Regions from separate parts of the Capsicum annuum genome. Here regions 1 and 2 are each linked to region 3. A link is a contact called in public Hi-C data. All regions are on one chromosome and are shown on one strand. The core of a region is the stretch at or near the end of the contact, and the rest is flanking DNA. Distances in the headings are between cores, read along the strand shown.

Region 1 (2,780 bases), core at 52-2,551, 220 kb before region 3:
GTCCTACATTAGTTAGAGAATAGACTGACGATCTGCTTATATGGACTTTGACGACTCTCCCCAAATGAGCTAGCTTTTGGATTAAGTTAGGCTCAAGAGTCATTTACATGCATGGTATCAGAATGATGTTCATCTCTATTTGGACTCTCAGTCCACCCTCCAGTTGGATCTGATTGTAAAAGGGGGAGGAGGGGTGGGGTGGGGTATAAAGAGTGAGTTACAATCAACATTGATTCATGGACTAACTTTTGAATTAAGTTAGTCCCAAAGGCTCATATCGTTACAAATCAGAAGTTCAAATATGCTTCTGATCCATCTCCAAAATGGCACTCATTTGTCTTGGCAAACCAAGAGCCTTGTCAAAGAAAACAATATTAATAGTCACGGGTAGGGCGAAAAAATGGTTAAAATTTATAGTTACCCGTTCAATACAATTCATTTTAAATAGGTTGGATATCCTATCATTTAAAAAGTGGTCAATTATGAATTAACCTGTATTATCCATCATAAATATGGACACACTCCCCTTAAAGTATGTACGAGTGTAGAAATTTCTTAAAAATATATATTTATTAAAAAGAGAAAAGAAGAAGAAGAAATGTTTAGAATTTGGGAGTACTTAATTTTTTTTTTTACATAATAAGAAGCAATGAATAATATGAATATCTATATATTATGCGTTGGTTAACCTATTTTTTATCCATATCAAATATGGACGGGTCGAATGTTTTATCTGTTTTCACCTAACCAATTTTTAACCTGTTCACAACTCATATCTAATTCGACCTGCTCGTTTGCCATCCCAGTCACGAGGTTTCAATTGGCCTCTCTGTAGCAACGAGAGGTGGTGTAACTTCCTAATGTCCCTGAACACAATGACTATAGATGATTCAAATGGCATCCACCAACTAACTTGGGAACGAAACATATAGTATATTGTAAAGTCACATTTTAATTTTGGACCTTCTAGTCACTTTAAAACAGGGAAAATCACATCTTGATCAACTTAAAAGAAATATGTTCCTTTCTTGTTTTCATTTCTAATCTTTGTCTTTTATAGTTATTAAAAGACATAAGTGAGACCCTTGTGCAAATGTCTATTCACAATCACAAGCATAAGACAATACTTGGTTGCTATCAGCCCTTTTCACTGGCAGCATATTGCCAAATTCAAGAATCTTTGTTATCATCTAAGCACAGTAATGCAAAACAAAAGAAAGAATCACATACATGTCCAAAGAAAATAGTATATGATTGATTAAATTGGAGACTAACAGTTCCTGATCGTACGCGATCCTAACATGGGGTTCCTTGGGTTCTCCAAATCCAATCCAAGAAGTTATTGGATTGCTGGTGCAATAGCTCTTATTATCATTCTCACAATTATCTTAAAGAAATTAGCTGATTATCTAGATTATTGTAAACGCAATAAGCAGCTTTCAAAAACCAAACCAGATGAAGAAAATCAAGTTGATGACAAGTCTATGGACAGTAGTATTGATTCTAATGCTACTATAAGAACTTACGCACTAGAAGAGTTGAAGATGGCAACCAAAGACTTCAAGATTCGGATAGGCGTGGGAGCAACTTCATATGTTTATCTTGCTGAGTTTGGAGATGGAAGATTAGGCGCCGTGAAGCGTGTCATGGAGGGAAGAGGTGGCAAAACAAAGATGTTCTTGGATGAAGTCTCTGTCTTGCTTAGGATATCACATCCAAACTTGGTTGGTTTAATGGGATTTTGCTTGGACAAAGGTAATCTACTTCAATCTCCTACATGCTTGTATAGATTATTCTTGCTGGTATGAGGCTTAAGCTGCATGCAAATGAATTACACAATGTTCCAAGACATTAGTGAATTTTTTTCCATCATAATAATTCATGCCTGCAAGGGAAAGATGTTGAACTGTCTGAATGTTACCGTCTCATCTGAAGTTTAATCTGTTACAGATAACACACTTTATTAACTTCATGAGTTAGCTCATGAGGGGAGGCTTGCTCAAGTCACCAAGTACCCATCCTACTTCCAATGTGGGACTCTTAACACTCCCTGCACGCCCACACCTTGTTATGTGGAGCATGAACTATATAATATGGGGGCCCAACATCAGTGAACAAAGAATTTAGATGAAAAGGCTTTCTAATCGTTTTATTATTGAAAATACACTGTCATATATACATACCGATCACATAAGAGTCCTAGACTAATTATGTACAGAGAATCCCAGACTAAGTCATGTACCGAGAATAACAATCCTATGCAAACTAAGCCACAAGTGTTATCCTTCTTCAGTCATCACATGTGGGCCTAGTTCGGACCAAGTGCATGAAAATTCTGTTTGACAACGAGTGAAGATGAAACTTGAACCCAAGGCCTCTGTCTGAAGGAACATTCACCAAGAAAACCCCAAAAGAAAAACAAATAAAATTTATCCAAACAACAAAGGCTTCTATTGGCTATATTTTAAGAAGATACAGAATATTTGTTGTGAACTAAGAAAAAGAAACTCATCAGGATCCTTTTTGCTGCCTCTTTCTTGTGTCCCAATTATGTTCTTTTCTTACAACATAATATATGTGTAATGCTTCTTAGTCATCAAGAAAAACCCACAAGGAAAATATCAAAGAGAATTTTTCTCCAAAATTAGGAAGGGCTTCAATTGGCTCTATATTGAAGGAGAGAGAAGAGTATATATTGGAGAACTAGTCACAAAAACTAATCATCAGTATTCGTTTGATGTCCTCTTCCTTTGGTCCTAATTATGATCTTTTATAATAAT
Region 2 (2,700 bases), core at 102-2,601, 150 kb before region 3:
AATGGGACGGAGGAAATAGTAAGTTGCTCCTTGAATCGTCCTGAATTTAAGTTGTAGGTTAATTAGTCTCTCCCTTGAATATGTATGCTGTGTGTATATTTTGATCCATGTGTGGATAATTCTTCCTCAAGTACACAGCTAGTAGGAAAAAAAATAAAGAATGAACTTAATGGTCGATCATATAACATCACTCCTTAGATATAACAGTACATACAATCATTTTCATCCAAGAAAATACTGTATGCATTTGTCATTAATCTCGTAGAGACTCATAAAGCTTCAAATTATGAGTGCGCCTATGAAATTTAATGTACTACATAAAAGATTCCTTTAATTGCTAGTGCTAAAGTCTAAAGAGTTGACAAATTAACAATGCAGGACATTTAATTTCAAGTCGTTATTTTTCAAATAATATGATTAAAAACTAGAATATGGACAAACATTGAGCATGGCTATTAATTACTTGATTATTGGGCTAGTTATTATATATTTTTATAAAATTTGAGTCAACATAGCCAACTGGCCTGTTGATTTTGACTGATTTTAAGTAAGGTATTTCCTCGAATACTCAGTATGATATTACTAAGTATTTTTTAATGCTCATCTCCCTTATGATAAATTAATTAAAGGATGCATAATTAGTTGACATTAATTTCTCAATGATCTATATGTGTACGTAATACGTACATGCATGAGTACTGTACACAAGAGAACGTGTCCACGGCTGCATGATTAGTCGCCTTAATTAAACTAAATCTATCTCCTTTAATCAAAACTAAATAATAAATGGAGTAGTGTTTGAGGACAAACTTCATATATTTTACATTTGATTTCAGGCATTTCATAAAAAAATATTCATTCGGTGTATATTCATTGGAGTCTAATCAATTAGGAATTCGAGCCGAATAAGGCTCACTTGGGAGGAGCACTTCCTATCGATGTTTTTTCCACCTAGGATTCGAGACCAAGAACTCAACGATATTATAATATATATACTACATAGTACTTGAGAACTATGTGATATTATAATAGATATACTACATAGTACTTGAGAACTGTGTAAAACTACTAACTACTTGTATAAAGTTGCATATATTGAAAAAGAAAATGCTGAGAAAATTGTCGTCAAGGAAAATAGAATTGCGCCAATAATAGTGATGATGATGTTATATACAACATAATTATAATTTATGTAATCAATGAAAGTCTAATCAAAGTACAAAGCTTTTACTTAACGTTCAACTTAACTATAATTTTACACAAAATAAAGTAAAATTAGGAATAGTGGGAGTGCTATATGACAACAACCAAATTAAACCTTATCTGTAAAGTATAAGAATGACTTGTAATGAAAGTGATAGCTAGCATAAAAATAACCCATATTAGATATAAAGATACTCTTAATAATGTTACCAGCTGTAGCAAAAAATTGCATGAGCATATTATCTACAAGACAGAAAATATCACATCATAACCCTCCTAAAACATACACATTTTATACATTTATAGGTCTTTATGCATTCACTATTAGAAATTAAAACATGAATTCGTGAGGGATAATTTTTCTAGATTAATATATAATAAAATCCATCTCTAATTCTATTTAGCTGTGGATTACTGATAAATATCAAAAAGTTATGTTAGCTACTGATAATTTAGATACGGATAAGCAATGAAATTCATAAAAAATTTAAGCGTCTGATCAGTGTCAAAGTTGATGGAAATGACTGCTTGTAACGTACGAACAAGTTTACATCAATTAACTAAAGGAAAAGGGTCAAATTTATCTCTCAATTTTGAAAAATTGGTTAAATATATTTGTCATCTTTGGGGTCAAATTTATCCCCATTATCATATCTTGAGGCCAAATTTACCCTTGCTGTTAAGAAACTTTTCAATTGTACCTTTTCTTCTACCAGAATAGCCCAAATCAACTTTTAAATGCCTCATTTTAAAATAAAATAAAATTCTAATTTAGTCGACCCGACCCACAAAAAAGACACAAACAAATATATTCCTATCTCAGTTCTGTTGATTGAATTTCTCCAACGAAAAAATATACTCTTCTTTCAATGACAACACTAGAAAGTCTAGTTCATCAAATAAATATCTTTTATTTTTGTTCATTTCAGCTCCAACGGTGCTTGTAATTCAATCAATGTTAATTAATTGAGGCCCCTAAATAGAATTGTATATTCAAATCATGCTAGAAAGTCTAGTTTGAAGGAGGGATATATTTGTTGGAAAAATTCGACCAACAGAATAAAGAGAGGGTATATTTATTTGAATTTTTTTTGTAGGTCGGATCGGATTAGATTAAGGTGTGTTTTATTTTAGAAAATGGACATTTAATAATGATTTAGGCTTTTCTATTAAAAGAAAGGATAAATGTAAAAAGTTTTTTAACAACGAAGATAAATTTAACATCAACGTATGATAACAAAAATAAATTTAACCCCAAAAATAATTAAAAAATATATTTAATTAATTTTTTAAAATAGATGGATAAATTTGACTCATTCCCCTTACCTAAATGTGGAAAGAAAATAAATAAACAAAGGAACACTGTTTCAGTGGATCTGATAACATTATTTTATTATTATTATTTTATATATTAGAATTGGTGGTTTCCACATGTTAGTTTTAGGTGATTGATGAAAATTTTGAGGATATTATGGTCTTTGAAAGCATTTTTGCAAT
Region 3 (2,700 bases), core at 2-2,501:
AATAATTTTAAATATAACTATTTTAAAAATTGCTAGAGATAATTTGAGATGGAAAGAGTAGTTGTTAAAATGGTACCCCTTACACCGAAGTAGAAATGACGCGAGTAGTATGAAGCTTTCCATATATGGAAAGATGATAAGGATTTAATTAAACAAAGACAAAAATAAATAAAATGGGTTATTCTTTACTTATAGGTTGACAGTTGGTCTCTTAGTTGTTTTCACAAATTTTGATTTTAATTTTTGTGGCATCTAACAAGTACATTAATAAATCAACAAATATTTAAATTCAATATTAGCTGGCAAGCAAGCATTTTAATTTTAAAAGTATAAATTTAGATATTTTAATTTGATCTGAACTGACAACTAAACACTCCAACCCGTATTCATTGTGACTCTTGAACACCCAATATTGATTTGACATATATATTTTAGAGATGTCTAAATGATATATAATTTTATAAGTTGGAATCTTTAAGAGATATTTAAATGTATATACTCAAAGTTAGAGTGCTTACTTGTTAATCGAAGCCAAACTTGAATATCTATTTATGTATTATACTTTATGAATAATTAAAATTTTTTTGGTAGTACTCTTTTTTACTATTTAATACCCATGAGCATGTGATATGCTATCATCAGGTCTCAGATTCAAATTTTACAAAAGATAAAATTATCAGGTGAATTTTTCTCGTCTGTTCTAACCGTGTTGAATGGAATTATCTGATACTTATTATTGATAGAAGGTGATAAATATTTTATAATATTAGTCGAGATGCTTGTAAATTGATAAGAACGCCACTCTTATTAAAAAGAATCCTAAAAATAATCTAAATATAATAAATTTTTATATAAAAGGATAAAAATATTTAATTTAAAAATTAAGTATATTGAATCAAGTATCAAAATTAAATTTCACTTAAAACAATGAAACAAAAACTATTATTATCACTTTACTTAGATGTTGTTTTCAAAAGTTTTGTTCTCTCTTTAGTAAATCTTCAAAAATGTGTATATGATTGAATGATCGTACAATGGTACGGATAATCATGTTGTTGCCCTTTTATTTCTCTTTTTCCCACTTTGCCCTTTTCTTTCTCAACAAACATAGCCAAAAAAAACCCTCACCTCTTTTATGATCACTAAGCTGTCTCTCTTGATGTCGTGGTCAACCTACTTACTTACCCAACTCCTCCCAAACAACAAACAATAATATATATCTCGTTATAATTTTATAAGTGAAGTTGGAGAAGAATGAAATATGTGTTGCTCTTCTTCACTTGTGTAATATCGTTGGTTTTGACTTTATTCAAGATTCTTCATTTCTAATATATATACATAAAAAAAAATCTTAATCTAATGTAATTTTTTGTTAAAAATGATTTGAATAAACCCCTTTCCCCTTCTTAGCTCCGGTGCTGAACCCGTCTCCTCTAAATCTCAACAACCAAAAATAGAAAATTCGTCAAGTAAGCTAATCATCAATTCATATCTAAGTTATACTAAAATCTTGAATCCGTCTCAGTTTCCAACTTCAGCCATCTTCTCCCACATGTTCTCTTAACATATATAGACTGACACGTGTGCCATACGCCTCCTATTTTCCTCCCTTTTTGTCGTTTGATATTTTTCTTTCCATTTTCTCTTTCTCTTCTAATTTAATTTTTGTTTTCTTTTTCTTCATCTTCCGTTTAGTTTAAAAAAAGCATGAGCTGGAGGGAGATTCCGTGTGTGGGATTCGAGCTGTAATTGAAAACAGCCCCCCACTTCTTTACCTATATATATACATATATATCTCACACTTTGGTTATTATTCATTTCACTGAAACATCAAGAGTTTCTTCTTCTCTTCACAAGTTGTAACATTTGTGGTACTATATATAAAAAAACATATGGAGTTTGTTACCATGTTTTGCTTATTTGCTTTCATGTCTTGTTCCCTTGTACTACTCCATTCTATCTTCAACCTCTTTGCTTTTGGTATGAAGAAGTTGCCTCTTCCTCCTGGCACTTTGGGTTGGCCTTATATTGGTGAAACTTTCCAACTTTACTCACAAAACCCAAGTGTCTTCTTTGCCTCCAAAGTCAAGAAGTTAGTAGTAGCCAAACTCTGAAAAGCTAAATTGCTCGGACTCTTTAAAAATATTGCCGTACCGAGAAAGTGCACTATTTTGAAGAGTTGGAGCAATATAGCGGAAAAGCACTTTCACTTTCTTGATTTCCCTCCTGGTTTTCTTGATATTGATCAGTTTGCTAATGAGCAATGGGTGTGTGTGCTTTTGTTGCTTTTAAACAGGTATGGTTCAATATTCAAGACTCACATATTGGGATGTCCATGTGTGATGATATCAAGCCCAGAGGCAGCAAAGTTGGTTTTGGTCACCAAAGCTCATCTCTTTAAGCCTACATTTCCTGCTAGCAAAGAGAGAATGTTGGGGAAACAAGCCATTTTCTTTCATCAAGGGGACTATCATGCCAAACTGAGGAAGCTAGTTCTTCGAGCTTTCATGCCTGAAGCCATCAAAAACATCGTCCCGCACATTGAGTCCATCGCGATAACATCCCTAGAATCTTTGCAAGGCAGATTGATCAACGCTTACCAAGAAATGAAGACAGTATGCCCTAAAATTCCCATTCATTAAAACAAGGGAAAACAGAGTCAGAGCCCCCTGTTTTATTTTCCTGTTTTCTCAATTTGGT

Evidence for each region. Hi-C and Micro-C count contacts between places; a contact is called where the count stands out from the background.
Region 1: a contact with region 3 is called in a Hi-C map of leaf, with 1.9 times the contacts expected there. The contact joins the promoter of LOC107870092 here to the promoter of LOC107870293 in region 3. A contact is called at or near these places in 2 of 5 Hi-C or Micro-C datasets (bud and leaf).
Region 2: a contact with region 3 is called in a Hi-C map of placenta, with 2.7 times the contacts expected there. The contact joins the enhancer-like site here to the promoter of LOC107870293 in region 3. A contact is called at or near these places in 3 of 5 Hi-C or Micro-C datasets (bud, leaf and placenta).

What each region holds. Positions count from the first base shown.
Region 1 is chr1:26,738,268-26,741,047 of UCD10Xv1.1, forward strand. It overlaps LOC107870092 (probable receptor-like serine/threonine-protein kinase At4g34500), which reads left to right and starts at 1,302. Exons shown (of 2, transcript XM_047410294.1): 1 at 1,302-1,755. The coding sequence starts at 1,302.
Region 2 is chr1:26,813,535-26,816,234 of UCD10Xv1.1, forward strand. No RefSeq gene overlaps it. Among protein-coding and RNA genes, the nearest start is that of LOC107870092, 75 kb to the left of the region's middle. Within about 2 kb of position 1,352, at least 3 of the 5 cell types and tissues checked have an H3K27ac peak or open chromatin away from gene starts, as enhancers often do.
Region 3 is chr1:26,960,041-26,962,740 of UCD10Xv1.1, forward strand. LOC107870293 (abscisic acid 8'-hydroxylase CYP707A2) reads left to right here and starts at 1,252. Exons shown (of 7, transcript XM_016716782.2): 1 at 1,252-2,092; 2 at 2,297-2,615. The coding sequence starts at 1,893.